Regions from separate parts of the Zea mays genome. Here region 2 is linked to region 1. Evidence: chromatin contacts called from public Hi-C data. All regions are on one chromosome and are shown on one strand. The core of a region is the stretch at or near the end of the contact, and the rest is flanking DNA. Distances in the headings are between cores, read along the strand shown. Region 1 holds the start of LOC100384632 (Microtubule-associated protein 70-1). Region 2 holds the start of LOC100281584 (BRASSINOSTEROID INSENSITIVE 1-associated receptor kinase 1).

Region 1 (6,571 bases), core at 705-3,204:
CTTGGGCCAGGATATCACAATCCAACCGGGCTAGGATAACACACCGGTCCATTCTTTCCTCTATGTTGATGATGAAATCAAGACTCCCAAAACGGATGGTTGTTCCGGGGGTCTTGACCGCGTCAACGGCGTTGCCAGCCATCCGGAGCTTTGAAGAACTTCGTCGTGGAATGCGCAAGGCCCCTACCTAGCGTGCCAACCGTTGGTGTTTCGAATCTCGCTCTGACAAGTAAATTTATTATGCGCGTTCCGGGCTCCGAACGGCGTGCGCGGTGTGCGCAAGATTTATACTGGTTCGGGCAGAATGTCCTTACATCCAATCATCGGTGGCTTGCGCTACCGACACCATTTATGATCAAATCTCGTAGTAGGGGTTACAGGCAGGCGAGAGAGGGAGGAGAGGCTCCCAAGTCTCTTATTCGTAGGAGAGGTGGTTACAAGGTGGAGTACTAGCTAAGTCTTGGCTTGGCAGCGGGGCTTGGGCCTTCGGGTCCTCCTCATGTTCGTCGGTCTTCTAGGCGTCGTCTCGTCTCTTCCGAGATCCAATGGTCCGCTCTCCGATCCTCCAAAAGAAGGGACCTTCCGAGTCCGGGGGCTAGCCTCCTCCTTTTATAGGCTAAGTATGGGGGTCGACTGGGTCATGGTAAAACGGACGTCTTACCATGGGGTAAAGCCACACATGCTTGCGGTCGCTTGGCTATCCAGTATTCATTATTACAAACGACGTGGGTAGCATGGGCCCGAGCGCCATCATTTAGGCTATGCTGACTCCTGGTCTTCGTAGCATGGGGCTCCATGCGGCTCATCGTGTTGTGCCCTACCAGCGGCCTGCGCAGTCAGGCCTAGTCCCGATAGGTCATGAGTGCGTTGCTGGCTGGAGGACGCGCGAGCCATAAATGCGTTGTAGTCCGAGTGGCTCGTAGGTCATGAGTGCTCTACGTTCGTAAGTCATGAGTGAGAGGCAGACTGGCGCTTCCGCATTTGCTCGACGCTAGGCGCATTTATGTGGTCGGTCATTTATGATAGGCCGGTCTCGAGCCAGGCACAGAATCTACTCGAGTGATTTCCCTTCGGCATGCGAACCTTGGATTTGGTGTCGCGGGGCTTGTTTGGGGCGGTTTCTTCTAGGTAGACATTGCTTATCTATTCTGACTAACTAGCGACCCCCGAGGCCTTTCCTCGGTGTGGTCACTGACCAATGAACCTCAAAGAACGAGAATCATTTTTCCGATAACCATTTTTCCATTACTCATTTAAATCTATTGAACAATATTATTTAGATCATCCTCTATCCTCTATCACTCATTACTCGTCTCTCCTCCTCGTTACCCCGCCACATCTAGGCCCTGTTTGTTTCGGCTTCTGGCAGCTTCCGGCCACCAAAAACTGCTGCAGACTGCCAAACACTCAGCTTTTCAGTCAGCTTCTATAAAATTCGTTGGGGCAAAAACCATCCAAAATCAATATAAACACATAATCGGTTGAGTCGTTGTAATAGTAGGAATCTGTCACTTTCTAGATCCTGAGCCCTATAAACAACTTTATCTTCTTCCACACGTAATCGTAATGATACTCAGGTTCCCCCTACAGCCAGATTCTCCCCACAGCCAGATTTTCAGAAAAGCTGGTCAGAAAAAGCTGAACCAAACAGGCCCCCGTCTCCCCCGCTTCCGGCCCGTTCCAGTATTAAATAAGCTGTCATTATATAAATAGTTAGAGAAAAATGCTGAAAGTTTTATAGTCTGAAATAAATTTTATAAAATAAGATTTATCTAAACTGTTTTTAATATTAAATCTTGAAAACAGAAACGCGGGGCCCTACTTGATAAATCCAAAAAGCTCAACCCGTCCGGTCTCTTCCCCCTTCGCCACCCTAGTTTTTTTTTTAAAAAAAATCGCTATCTCCAAGTCCAAGACTCCAACAGCTCTCGCACACAGCCGCAGCTGCTACTGGCTAGACCAACACGCACTCTCGCACACAGCCGCGGGCACAGTGACGCAGGCGGAGGAGCGGCGCCGGAGCTAGGGTTTCCCTGATCCGGTGGGGCCGGGGAGGGGGTGGAATATCTTGCTCGATTTCGGCGCTGGAGGCGCAGTGCCGGTGTCCCCGAAGCCGGCGGGCGCGAGGCGGGTTGGGGAGCTGGGGTACGGCGCCGGGGGCTCAGATCTGGTATGACCGACGGCGGCGAAGACGGGAATGTGGCGTTGCCCAGGGGCCCCGCGCGCCGGAGGGGCCCCGTGCGGGCCAGCTTCGACGCCGACGAGTTCATCGCGCTGATGCACGGGTCGGATCCCGTCAGGGTCGAGCTCACGCGCCTCGAGAACGAGCTCAGGGGTGGGTTTCATGATCTATCTGTTGATTTCGTGCTTTGATTTTGCTCATGGCAGCGGTTTCTAGGGTTTTTGTCGTGGAGAGGATTTATTTGTTTGCGATTTTTGCTGGTATCAGACAAGGAGAGGGAGCTTGGGGAGGCGCAGACGGAGATACGCGCGCTGCGCCTATCGGAGAGGGCGCGGGAGAAGGCCGTCGAGGAGGTAATCTCCCAATTGCTTTCTAGTACAATCTATCGTGCTACCATGTGGATAATATAGTCTTCAATCCCTTGAGAGCGAGGGAGAGAAATGCCCCCAAAAGGAGCTTGATGAGAGAAAAAGGAAGAATCATCTGTTTCTATTTTAGGGATGTCTATTCCATTGGGATTGCATCTCGAAGTGGTGCTGGTTGTGGAAAATAGCCAACTTGTGGTGAGCGAGCTAGGTTTGACCAGATTCTTGAAAAGAAGAAAAGGATAAAAGACAAAGCTAGTTGTGCCTTACTGTAGTTTGACTTTGAGTCCAAAGATTTGGATGTTTTCGACATTTAGCAATAGTGAATTGTCTTACTCAGTTTGGTAGCTTTGACTTTTGACCTAGCTTGTGTCACTGCAGGATAGAAATTTCTTGCCAGTCTTGAGACAACGTTGTGATCATGTTAACTGGTTTCTTCATTTTCCTACATTCTGGAGCTAATTTGTTACCTGCAGGATTGGCTTTCCATCATGTGGTCTTCAGGCCTTGGTGCCCTTTTATGGTCTTATTATAGGATATTTGGTTTGAAGCAAAATATAGCACACCAAATCTTAGAGAAATTAACATTTCCAGATGTTTGTCACCAATAAATCCATGGGCTTTCGAACATTGTCAAGAGAATACACTAAGGTTTCACTTGGCAAGGAACCTTGTTGAATTTCTATGGGAAAGCAGATGCTTGCCAAATCTGGTCAACACAACCAAATTCTGTTTAGGAAATATTGGCTCAGGATCTTGTAGACCCTGATGTCATGGCCCTATGGTACAGTTATCTAGTGCTTGTATCTTTTTTAACAGTTGTTACGACTCATAGCCATTTGCTTCTAAGATATTTTTAAGGTTCTACTATGGTTTCTTCAGCCTCAAACTACCATGGTCCTCTTCCAAACTCATACATTTTTTTCTAACTAACCTCATAGGCTCATACCAAGAGCGTAGTCACATAAAACAGGTTCGATGCCTTCGACCCTCGACCTCAGTTTGTCGACCCTGACCCAGGTTCACGGGTTCATTTTCGACCTGAAGTGTAAAAATCTCCCATAAGTAATGTACCATGTTCTGCGACCGTGTCGACCCAGAAACTTTGCGAATATGACCAAGAGAACACTTGGGCATACACATTCTGCTGTATCATCATATTTCCACAATATTCTTAGATCCCCAAATATATTTCTTGGAGCTTGGTTTCCCTTCATTGATTCTGATGAATCCAATCAACTCAGTCATAGCATATGTACAGGTAACCTTCACATTATTACCAATCTAAGGTTTAAAATCCACATACTTGTAGGCTGGTTTTGCAATTTACATATTATGTTGCCAACATCAACATCAACATAGCCTTTTAGTGCCAAGCAAGTTGGGGTAGGCTAGAGTTGAAACCCAACAAGATGTCACCAAAAGGAGAAAGAGAAAGGGGAGGGGAAAAGCTTTTGAGAGCACTAAAAGGAAAAAGGCCTAATCATGGTTTGGGCACGTGGATAGCTTCTTTCCAAGCACTTCTATCCAAACACAACTCCATTGAGATATTCCATTCCTTCAAGTCCCTTTTGATTGCCTCCTCCCATGTCAAGTTTGGTCACCTCTACATCTCTTCACATTATTGTCCTGTCTTATGATGCCTCTATGCACCGGTGTCTCTGGGGGTCTCCGGTAGACATGCCCAAACCATCTCAACCGGTGTTGAATAAACTTTTCTTCAATTGGCGCTACTCCTAGCCGATCGTGTATGTCATCGTTTCTCACTCGGTCCAATCTTGTATGCCCACATATCCAACACAACATACGCATCTTTGCGACACTTAGTTGTTGGATATATCATCTCTTAGTAGGCCAACACTCAACCCCATATAACATAGCAGGCCTAATTGTTGTCCATAGTTCTTAAGGCGGTACGGCGAGACAAGACGTTGGGCCACCGCCTGGACGCCTAGGCGACGCCTAGGCGCTTACTAAGGCGAGCAAGGCGATGCCTTACCAATTGAAGAAACGACATAACATCAGCATAGATGAGGAAGAAAAAGAAAAAGGGAAAAAGAAAAAAAAAGAGAAGGAAGGGGTAGAAGAGAAGGCCCAGCCCACCAGGCAGCCCATGTATCCTCCCTGATGGTTAGGGTTGCCCCCATCTCACCGTCGCCGCTCCTGTCTGTCACAACATCGCTGCTTGTCCACATCACAGCATCGCTGCTCCTGCTCCCCCAAGCTCGGCGCTCCCCCGAGTCTCAGTGCCGCCGCTCCCCCGAGCTCGGCACTCCCCCAAGCTCTGCCCCGCCGCTCCCCCGAGCTCGGCACTCCCCCGAGCTCTGCGCCGACGATCCCGCTCCCCAAAGTCTCTGCTAGGCTTCTCCCCCCTCCCCACTTGCGTCTCTTGCTGACTCTTGGCTAGGCGATGGGGACGCCTAGACTTTTTTGGACGCCTAGGCGTCGCCTAGGCGACGCCTTTGAAACCATGTTGCTGTCTTGTAGAACTTGCCTTTCAATTTCTGTGGCACTCTCTTGTCGCATAGGACTCTTGATGCTTGATGCCATTTCATCCACCCCGCTTTGATTCTATGCTAACATCTTCATCAATATCACCATCTCTTTGTAGCATCGATCCCAAATAATGGAAGGTGTCCTTCTTCGGTACTACCTGGCCTCCCGAACTTACAGCTCCATCCTCACTAATTGTAGTACCAAAGTCACATCTCATATACTTGGTTTTGATCCTGCTAATTCTAAATCCTTTTGACTCTAAGGTCTGACGCCATAACTCTAGCTTTCTATTTACTCTTCGGTTTCATCTACTAGAACTACATCGTCAGCGAAAAGCATACACCAAGGGATATCTCCTTATATATCCCTCGTGACCTCATCTATCACTAAGGAAAATAGATAAGGGCTCAAAGCTGAACCTTAATGTAGTCCTATGTTAATCGGAAAAACATTTGTATCACCATCAGTTGTTCGAACGCTAGTCACAACCTTGTCTTACATGTCCTTGATGAGCGTAACGTACTTTGTTGGGAATTGATGCTTATCCAATGCTCACCACATGAGATTCCTAGGTATTTTATCATAGGCCTTTTCCAAGTCGATAAAAACCATGTGCATGTCCTTCTACTCCTTATATCGCTCCATGACCAGCCTTATTAAGAAAATTGTTTCCATGGTTGATCTTCCAGGCATGAATCCAAACTGGTTCATGGTGATATGCGTCATTCCTCTCAGGCGATGCTCAATAACTCTCTCCCATAGCTTCATAGTGTGTGGCTCATGAGCTTAATCCCTCAATAGTTGGTACAACTTTGAATATGTCCCTTGTTCTCGAAGATTGGTACTAATGTACTCCACTCATCGGGCATTCTATTTGATCGAAAAATATGGTTGAACAACTTGGTTAGCCAAACGATAGCAATATCCCCAAGGCATTTCCACACCTCTATTGGGATACCATTCGGGCCCATCTTCTGCCCCCTTTCATCTGTTGCCACCTGTTATTAATTAATTAACCAAGGTAATGCCTTTTAAATTGGTGTGCGTGCTTGAACTGAAATGAAAATTATATTTAACACCAGAAATTGGTTACTTTTCTTGGTTCACCGCTTTCCAGTTAGAAGTAATTTCACCTTGATATACATTCAGTACACTGCTTTCATGCCAAAGAAAGTGTGCTGTATGTTTTTAAGGTGTGCTATTTATAATGATTGATAATTTTGTTTAGTGGTCTTGTCGGCTTGTCGCACAAGATTGCTTTTCTGGGAGAGACTGAGTATATGATTGAATTTTGTTTAATGGAGTGATGTTTTCAAGTATTATTTGGTTGTTAATAACTTATAGTGATTGTCAAACAATAGTCAAGTAAAAATTTACTTCATGATGAAACAAACTTATTTTGTGCCTCTGCACTTGGGCCATAGGAAGAATGGCACATTCAAGAAATGAAATGACTGATGAAGTGTTCCAGCTCATATGGGCTCTAAAAAGAAATATGCTGCTGAATTACTGGCTATATGTACTTTTT
Region 2 (7,016 bases), core at 2,615-5,114, 250 kb before region 1:
CTTGGCCATGGTTGCCCCGCCTCCTCCTTCGTCGGCGGGGGAGGCGACGGGACAAACCCGAATGTTGTTCTTCCGCCACGTGGGGAAGACGTCGTCGATTCCGCCGCCGGCGGGGGGGCTGACGGCCGCCATTGTCGTTGTCGCGCGGCGGAGGAAGGAGTATCATGTCGTAGCTGCCGTCGAGGGACATGAACTCAAGACTCCCGAAACGGAGAATCGTCCTGGGTTGGAGAGGTTGCTGGAGACTACCCATCTGGAGCTTGACGGGAAGCTGTTCGTCAACACGTAGCAGGCCCCTACCTGGCGCGCCAACTGTCGGTGTTTCGACCCCGGGGGGTCCCTGGACCGACGAGTGAATTGTCGCCGTGTGTCCCAGCCCAGATGGGTCGGCGCGAGACGGAGCACGAAGGGGGGAAAAAGGAGACAGGCAAAAGGGGAAACCCGCGGCCTTCGTGTTGTCCTGCGCCCAGGTCGGGTGCGCTTGCAGTAGGGGGTTACAAGCGTCCGCGTGGGAGAGAGCGGGAGTCTTACGCGCCGGCCCGTTCTCCCGCGCGGCCAACCTTCTCGTACGAGAGCCCTGGACCTTCCTTTTATAGGCGTAAGGAGAGGGTCCAGGTGTACAATGGGGGAGTAGCAGTGTGCTAACGTGTCTAGCAGAGAGGAGCTAGAGCCCTAAGTACATGCCGTCGTGGCAGCCGGAGAGGTTTTGGCACCCTGTTCATGTGATGTCGTGGCCGTCGGAGGAGCGCTGGAGCCTTGCGGAAGGACAGCTGTCGGGGCTGTCGAGTCCTTGCTGACGTCTCCTTGCTTCCGTAAGGGGCTGAGAGTCGCCGTCGTCATGGAGCACGCAGGGCGCCATCATTATTTGTCTACCGGGGCGAGCCAGATGGGACGTCGGTCTTGTTCCTCGTAGCCTGAGCTAGCTAGGGGTAGGGTAATGATGGCCCCCCTGTGACGTGGTCGGTCCGAGCCCTGGGTCGGGCGAGGCGGAGGCTCCTCCGAGGTCGAGGTCGAGTCTGTCTTCCGAGGTCGAGGTCGAGTCCGAGCCCCGGGTCGGGCGAGGCGGAGACCGTCGTCCGAGGCCAAGGCTGAGTCCGAGCCCTGGGGTCGGGCGAGGCAGAATTCGTCGTCTTCCGGAGCCGAGGCTGAGTCCGAGCCCTGGGGTCGGGCGAGGCGGAATTCGTCGTCTTCCGGAGCCGAGGCTGAGTCCGAGCTCTGGGGTCGGGCGAGGCGGAGTCCATCGTCCGAGGCCGAGACGGGGCCGAGCCCTGAGGTCAGGCGAGGCGGAGCTTCCTATGGCGCCCGAGGCTGGACTTGGCTGCTGTCAGCCTCACTCTGTTGAGTGGCACAGCAGTCGGAGCGACGCAAGCGGCGCTGCCTTCTTGTCAGGTCGGTTAGTGGAGCGGCGAAGTGACCGCGGTCACTTCGGCTCTGTCGACTGAAGAGCGCGCGTCAGGATAAGGTGTCAGGCCATCCTTGCATTAAATGCTCCTGCGATACGGTCGGTTGGCGTGTCGATCTGGCCAAGGTTGCTTCTCGGCGAAGACTGGGGCTCGGGCGAGCCGAAGGTGTGTTCGTTGCTTGAGGGGGCCCTCGAGCGAGACGTGAATCCTCCGGGGTCGGCTGCCCTTGCCCGAGGCTGGGCTCGGGTGAGGCGAGATCGTGTCCCTTGAGTGGACTGAGCCATCAGGCCTTTGCAGCTTTGTGCTGATGGGGGTTATCAGCTGAGATTAGGAGTCTTGGGGGTACCCCTAATTATGGTCCCCGACAAATATATATTATATCCGTGGCTAGCGCTATTTGTTATCCTAAGTGAAACTTTATCCAACTAGTAATAACTGAACCATCTTTAGTAATTACCTATAATTACTGAATACCATTTAGTTATTACTGATAATTACTGAAGATCGTTCAGTAATTACCGGCCGAAACTTCACCTAGTTTGAAAAATAGCATATATTATGTTCGCTCTATTTTTTCTAAAATTTGAGGACTAATAGATAATTACTAAAAATATAAACTACATAAAAATAGCTTACAACATGTTTGGTTTTCTACTCAAGGCACCACAGTTTGCCTAACCTTACGCAGAAAAGTTAGACATGTTGTGTCGCTTTAGGCAGCAAACCAAGCAACCCCTTAATATTTTTGTCTCTTTCGTTTTTATCTTCTAATTCTAAAAATATTATTAGAGTTAAATAATACTATTAATAAACTATTAATTTTTTTTGACTTTATTAAGTAAGTTAATTGGTCTTTCTTCTAATTACCAACTAAATCAATTGTACATTTTTTATAAAAACTTATCAACAAGTAATAAAATGTCTCTAATTTTGACACAGACATTTTTCTAGCTAAACTAACATACAAAAAATTAGAATTTTTTGAGAACTCTAAATTTAGATCCATATCTTGTTAGAGCAATCAAGTGAAGAGAATCTCTCTATTTCTCTCCTCTCGAACTTGGTTAAATTTGCATTAGCTTTAACTTTTAGACCAAGTTTGTATTGTTGTAAGCTATTTTTGTAGAATCAGTTATTCACCCCTCTATGTGATCTTAAGACGCGGAAGGGACCTGGTTGACACAATACTCAAGCAGAGAGGTGGCTGGAGAGGGAGGGCAAGCTGAGGAGATCTCGTCGAGGGTGAGCCCTAGCGGAGATCTCATGTGCAAGGAGAGAAAAAGAGGAAGAGAGCTGGTCATTTCAATGTATGTACAACCAAACATAATTTGGTATTATAAGCTTACTTTATTCTAGCTACCAATTTTATCTACGATTTAGTATTGAACCTATTTTTCATTGTAAAGCCGAATTGGTATTGGCACTCAATTCAATTCCTCCAGCCCAATATCCACACCAAATAAAGTCTAAGGGTTGGAGAACTCCAATTTTTTCAAAAAAATAATGAACTAATTTCTCTTGGAAAAATGGGGTTCCCAAACTAGCCATAATAGTCTTTGTTTTCCTTGTACCTAAAACTTGATGCTTTGACATAAATCTGTTTGAAGTTTTGACGCTTTTGCTTTTTATTTTTAGTTTAGAAAACAAAAATTCATGTGATGATTTATCATGAGAAGTGCTACAAGTTTATACATTTATTAGATATTATTACTTATTATTCTAGTAGAAAATGGTAGTCAAGCTGACACTTCAATAATATTATGTGTGCATTTTTTTTTCTCTTCTTTCTCTCGGGGCTTCCGTTGAGGCCTGGAATTCCCTATATACAAAAAAGAAACAAAAAGGAAACGAGTCGAGCCTGAAAAAGAAAACTCTTCCATTGGTCTTCTCTCCTTTGTCTTGACATGACCTTGTGTTCCTAGAAACATGGAGCGTATTTAATTCACATTTCCCTTTTCTCCTCTCCGTCTTCCTCAGAAGACAAAAAAAAAAAGACACATAAACAAAAGGAGTAAAAAAATTCGGACTGAAAAGAAATCGTCCATTGTATTATATCTCAGTTTTCAGGTGGCAGGCGTGTTTGTTCCTGGCTTACCCTCCCCTGCTTTTGTGCTCTTGCGTCCTGCTCCTGCCGGAGCGCAGGCATCTTCTTTTGTGTCATTTGCCTCTGACTGACATGGCCCCAGGGAGGGGGGCTGCCTGTGTGTCCTGTCTCTGTCTGTCTCTGCGTGCGTTGCGTTGCGTTGCGCACTGCCCCCACAGTGCCACTGCCATCTCGCTCGGCTTTGGTTGCCTAGCTGCCTTTCTCCCACTCTCTCTGTATGGACTCACTGTGGCGTGGGGGAGAGAGAAGGCTGCCCTGCCCTCTGCACTGCACCGCACCGCACCCCCACCTGCACTGCGTTTGCATGTTTTGCTTGGCCTCACGCTTGTTCCATGTTTGAACATACCACACCACATTGCACGCAGGAGGACCGGCCGCCACTCTTTCTCGCTCTCTTCTCTTCTCTTGGCTCCAGCTCCACCCACCTCTAGCTGCCTCCCTTCGGCAATGGAGGAGGCGCCACCATCTTCTTCTCCCCCCTCCCCTCCTGTGATGCTACTCTTGCTGCTGCTGCTTATCGTCTCCTCCCCTTGTAGCTCTAGCGCCCTCCTCTCCCCCAAGGGCGTCAACCCTGAAGGTTCTGTCATCTCTCTCTCTCCTTTTCCTTCTTTCCTGTTTCCTCACGTACTCTGCGACTACAGCAGTACCAGTTTCTATCTCTGTTTCGTTTGCCTCAAACAGAATCGTTGTTTTCGACGGCGAATAGAAATGAAAATCAAGGACTCCACTCACTGTCAGCTGTCTTCGTCGTCGCGTTGCTTCTTAGTTGCATTGGTGGGACCTCAGCTCACTGGGTTAATTCTCTGGTATATGTGTGTATGATGTTGTGCAGTGCAAGCTCTGATGACGATCAAGAACACGCTCAAGGACCCCCACGGCGTGCTCAAGAACTGGGACCAGGACTCCGTGGATCCCTGCAGCTGGACCACAGTCAGCTGCTCGCTAGAGAACTTCGTCACCGGACTGTAAGCATCATTCCACTCCCTCGATCGATCTCCCATCCCATCTGCACAACTCATTCCCCGTGTCCATGTGTTCTTACTACCGATGTTTGTGGCTGTTTGATCGTTTGGCAGGGAGGTCCCAGGTCAGAACCTCTCTGGCCTGCTCTCCCCAAGCATAGGGAACCTGACGAATCTTGAGACTATGTGAGTGTGTTACTTCCTTCTCGCGTTTCTGCTTTCAGTCAGTGTGCATGGACGTGTGGTGTGGTTCCTTTTTTTTTTTTTTTTTTTGGCTGGAGCGAGGTTGATCGTTTGCTTCCCTTCCCTGCTGCTGCAGTCTCCTGCAGAACAACAACATCACCGGCCTAATCCCAGCAGAGATCGGCAAGCTTACAAAGCTCAGGACACTTGATCTCTCTAGCAACCACCTGTATGGCGCAATCCCCACTTCTGTGGGCAACCTTGAGAGCCTGCAGTACTTGTGAGTGCATGCAAGCCTCTCATTATGTACTTCTCTTCTCCAGCTATGATAACCTGGGTTTGTTGCCATGTCCAGGAGGCTCAACAACAACACCCTGTCTGGCCCATTCCCTTCAGCATCAGCTAATTTGTCCCAGCTTGTTTTCCTGTGAGTATAGTTTCTCACTGTTTAATTTGTGTTTGCTATTATATTGTTTTTGGGTTTGTTCTCACTGTACACCACCGTGTCTTTCAGAGACTTGTCATATAATAATCTGAGTGGTCCAGTGCCGGGATCTTTGGCAAGAACATTCAAGTAAGGCTAGAATTTTGTGTCTGCCACTTCATAATATAAATTTCACATCCGACGAATATGACACTTGAACATGAAATGTTAGATTGAAGGCTATTCTTCCATTGATGTTCTTGCAGCATAGTTGGGAATCCTCTCATCTGCGGCACCAACAACGCCGAGAGAGATTGCTATGGGACTGCCCCAATGCCGCCATACAACCTCAACAGCTCACTGCCTCCGGCAATAATGTCTAAAAGCCATAAGTTTGCAATTGCATTTGGTACCGCAATTGGCTGCATCGGCCTCCTCGTCCTCGCTGCCGGGTTTCTGTTCTGGTGGAGGCATCGTAGAAACCGGCAGGTCCTTTTTGATGTCGATGGTAAGGAGACCTCCCTCTATGGCTCTATCATTTTGTAGCCTGCTGGGAGGTTAACAGTTAATGATGAAACTGCTCTCGGAATGGATTGGCTGGCCACATGCAGATCAACACATGGAGAACGTTAGCCTCGGGAACGTGAAGAGGTTCCAGTTCAGGGAGCTTCAGTCTGCGACAGGCAACTTCAGCAGCAAGAACATACTGGGAAAAGGTGGCTTTGGATACGTCTACAGAGGGCAGTTCCCTGACGGAACTCTTGTGGCCGTGAAGCGACTCAAGGACGGCAACGCCGCGGGCGGCGAGGCCCAGTTTCAAACCGAGGTCGAGATGATCAGCCTGGCACTGCACAGAAACCTTCTCAGGCTCTATGGGTTCTGCATGACCGCCACAGAGAGGTTGCTGGTCTATCCATACATGTCTAATGGAAGCGTCGCGTCGCGCCTCAAAGGTAAGCTTTTTTTCTTCTTCTTCTTCTCAAGATTCCAATGTGAACTTGCAGTAGTGCAGAACAGATTCTCTCTTCTTCTTCGGAAAGTGACTGGAATCGGATTCTAGCTAGCACTTCCTTATTCTTCCTTCCAGTTGACAAATGTTGGCACAGCTAGCAGTACCACAAGCATACGATTCCTATCCTCACTTTATTCCACAATGATCGCTACGCCTACAGGGAAGCCACCTCTGGACTGGGTGACGAGGAAGAGGATAGCTCTCGGGGCAGGGAGGGGGCTGCTGTACCTGCACGAGCAGTGCGACCCCAAGATCATACACAGGGACGTCAAGGCTGCCAACATCCTGCTAGACGACTGCTGCGAGGCCATTGTCGGTGACTTCGGGCTCGCTAAACTCCTCGACCATCGGGACTCCCATGTCACCACTGCGGTGCGGGGCACTGTCGGCCACATCGCGCCCGAGTACCTCTCCACTGGCCAGTCGTCGGAGAAGACCGACGTCTTCGGGTTCGGCATCCTGCTGCTGGAGCTCGTCACCGGTCAGACGGCGCTGGAGTTTGGGAAGACGGCAAACCAGAAGGGAGCCATGCTGGACTGGGTATACGAAACCGAAAAAAATTAATCTACAGGTCATGCGTGTTTTTTTAACCCATCGAACGGAACAACGAGAGTCATGTCGATCGGTTTCGTTGTTTGATTCATCAGGTGAAGAAGACGCACCAGGAGAAGAAGCTGGACGTGCTGGTGGACCAGGGGCTGAGGGGCGGCTACGACAAGATGGAGCTAGAGGAGATGGTGCGAGTAGCGCTGCTGTGCACGCAGTACCTTCCCGGCCACCGGCCGAAGATGTCGGAGGTGGTCCGGATGCTGGAAGCAGGGGAAGGGCTCGCAGAGCGGTGGGAAGCCTCGCACTCGCAGTCGCAGAGCGCGGACTCGCACGAGTTCAAGGTGCCTGACTTCACTTTCAGCCGCTGCTACTCTGACCT

The links. A called contact is a pair of places that touch in the nucleus more often than the background predicts.
Region 2: a contact with region 1 is called in a Hi-C map of ear, with 3 times the contacts expected there. The contact joins the promoter of LOC100281584 here to the promoter of LOC100384632 in region 1. A contact is called at or near these places in 5 of 25 Hi-C or Micro-C datasets (ear, leaf and tassel).

What each region holds. Positions count from the first base shown.
Region 1 is chr6:126,496,149-126,502,719 of Zm-B73-REFERENCE-NAM-5.0, reverse strand. It overlaps LOC100384632 (Microtubule-associated protein 70-1), which reads left to right and starts at 1,954. Exons shown (of 11, transcript NM_001177125.1): 1 at 1,954-2,335; 2 at 2,450-2,535. The coding sequence starts at 2,173.
Region 2 is chr6:126,751,417-126,758,432 of Zm-B73-REFERENCE-NAM-5.0, reverse strand. It overlaps LOC100281584 (BRASSINOSTEROID INSENSITIVE 1-associated receptor kinase 1), which reads left to right and starts at 3,864. Exons shown (of 10, transcript NM_001154503.3): 1 at 3,864-4,084; 2 at 4,340-4,472; 3 at 4,584-4,655; 4 at 4,789-4,932; 5 at 5,008-5,079; 6 at 5,167-5,226; 7 at 5,343-5,584; 8 at 5,688-6,029; 9 at 6,249-6,628; 10 at 6,736-7,016. The coding sequence starts at 3,955.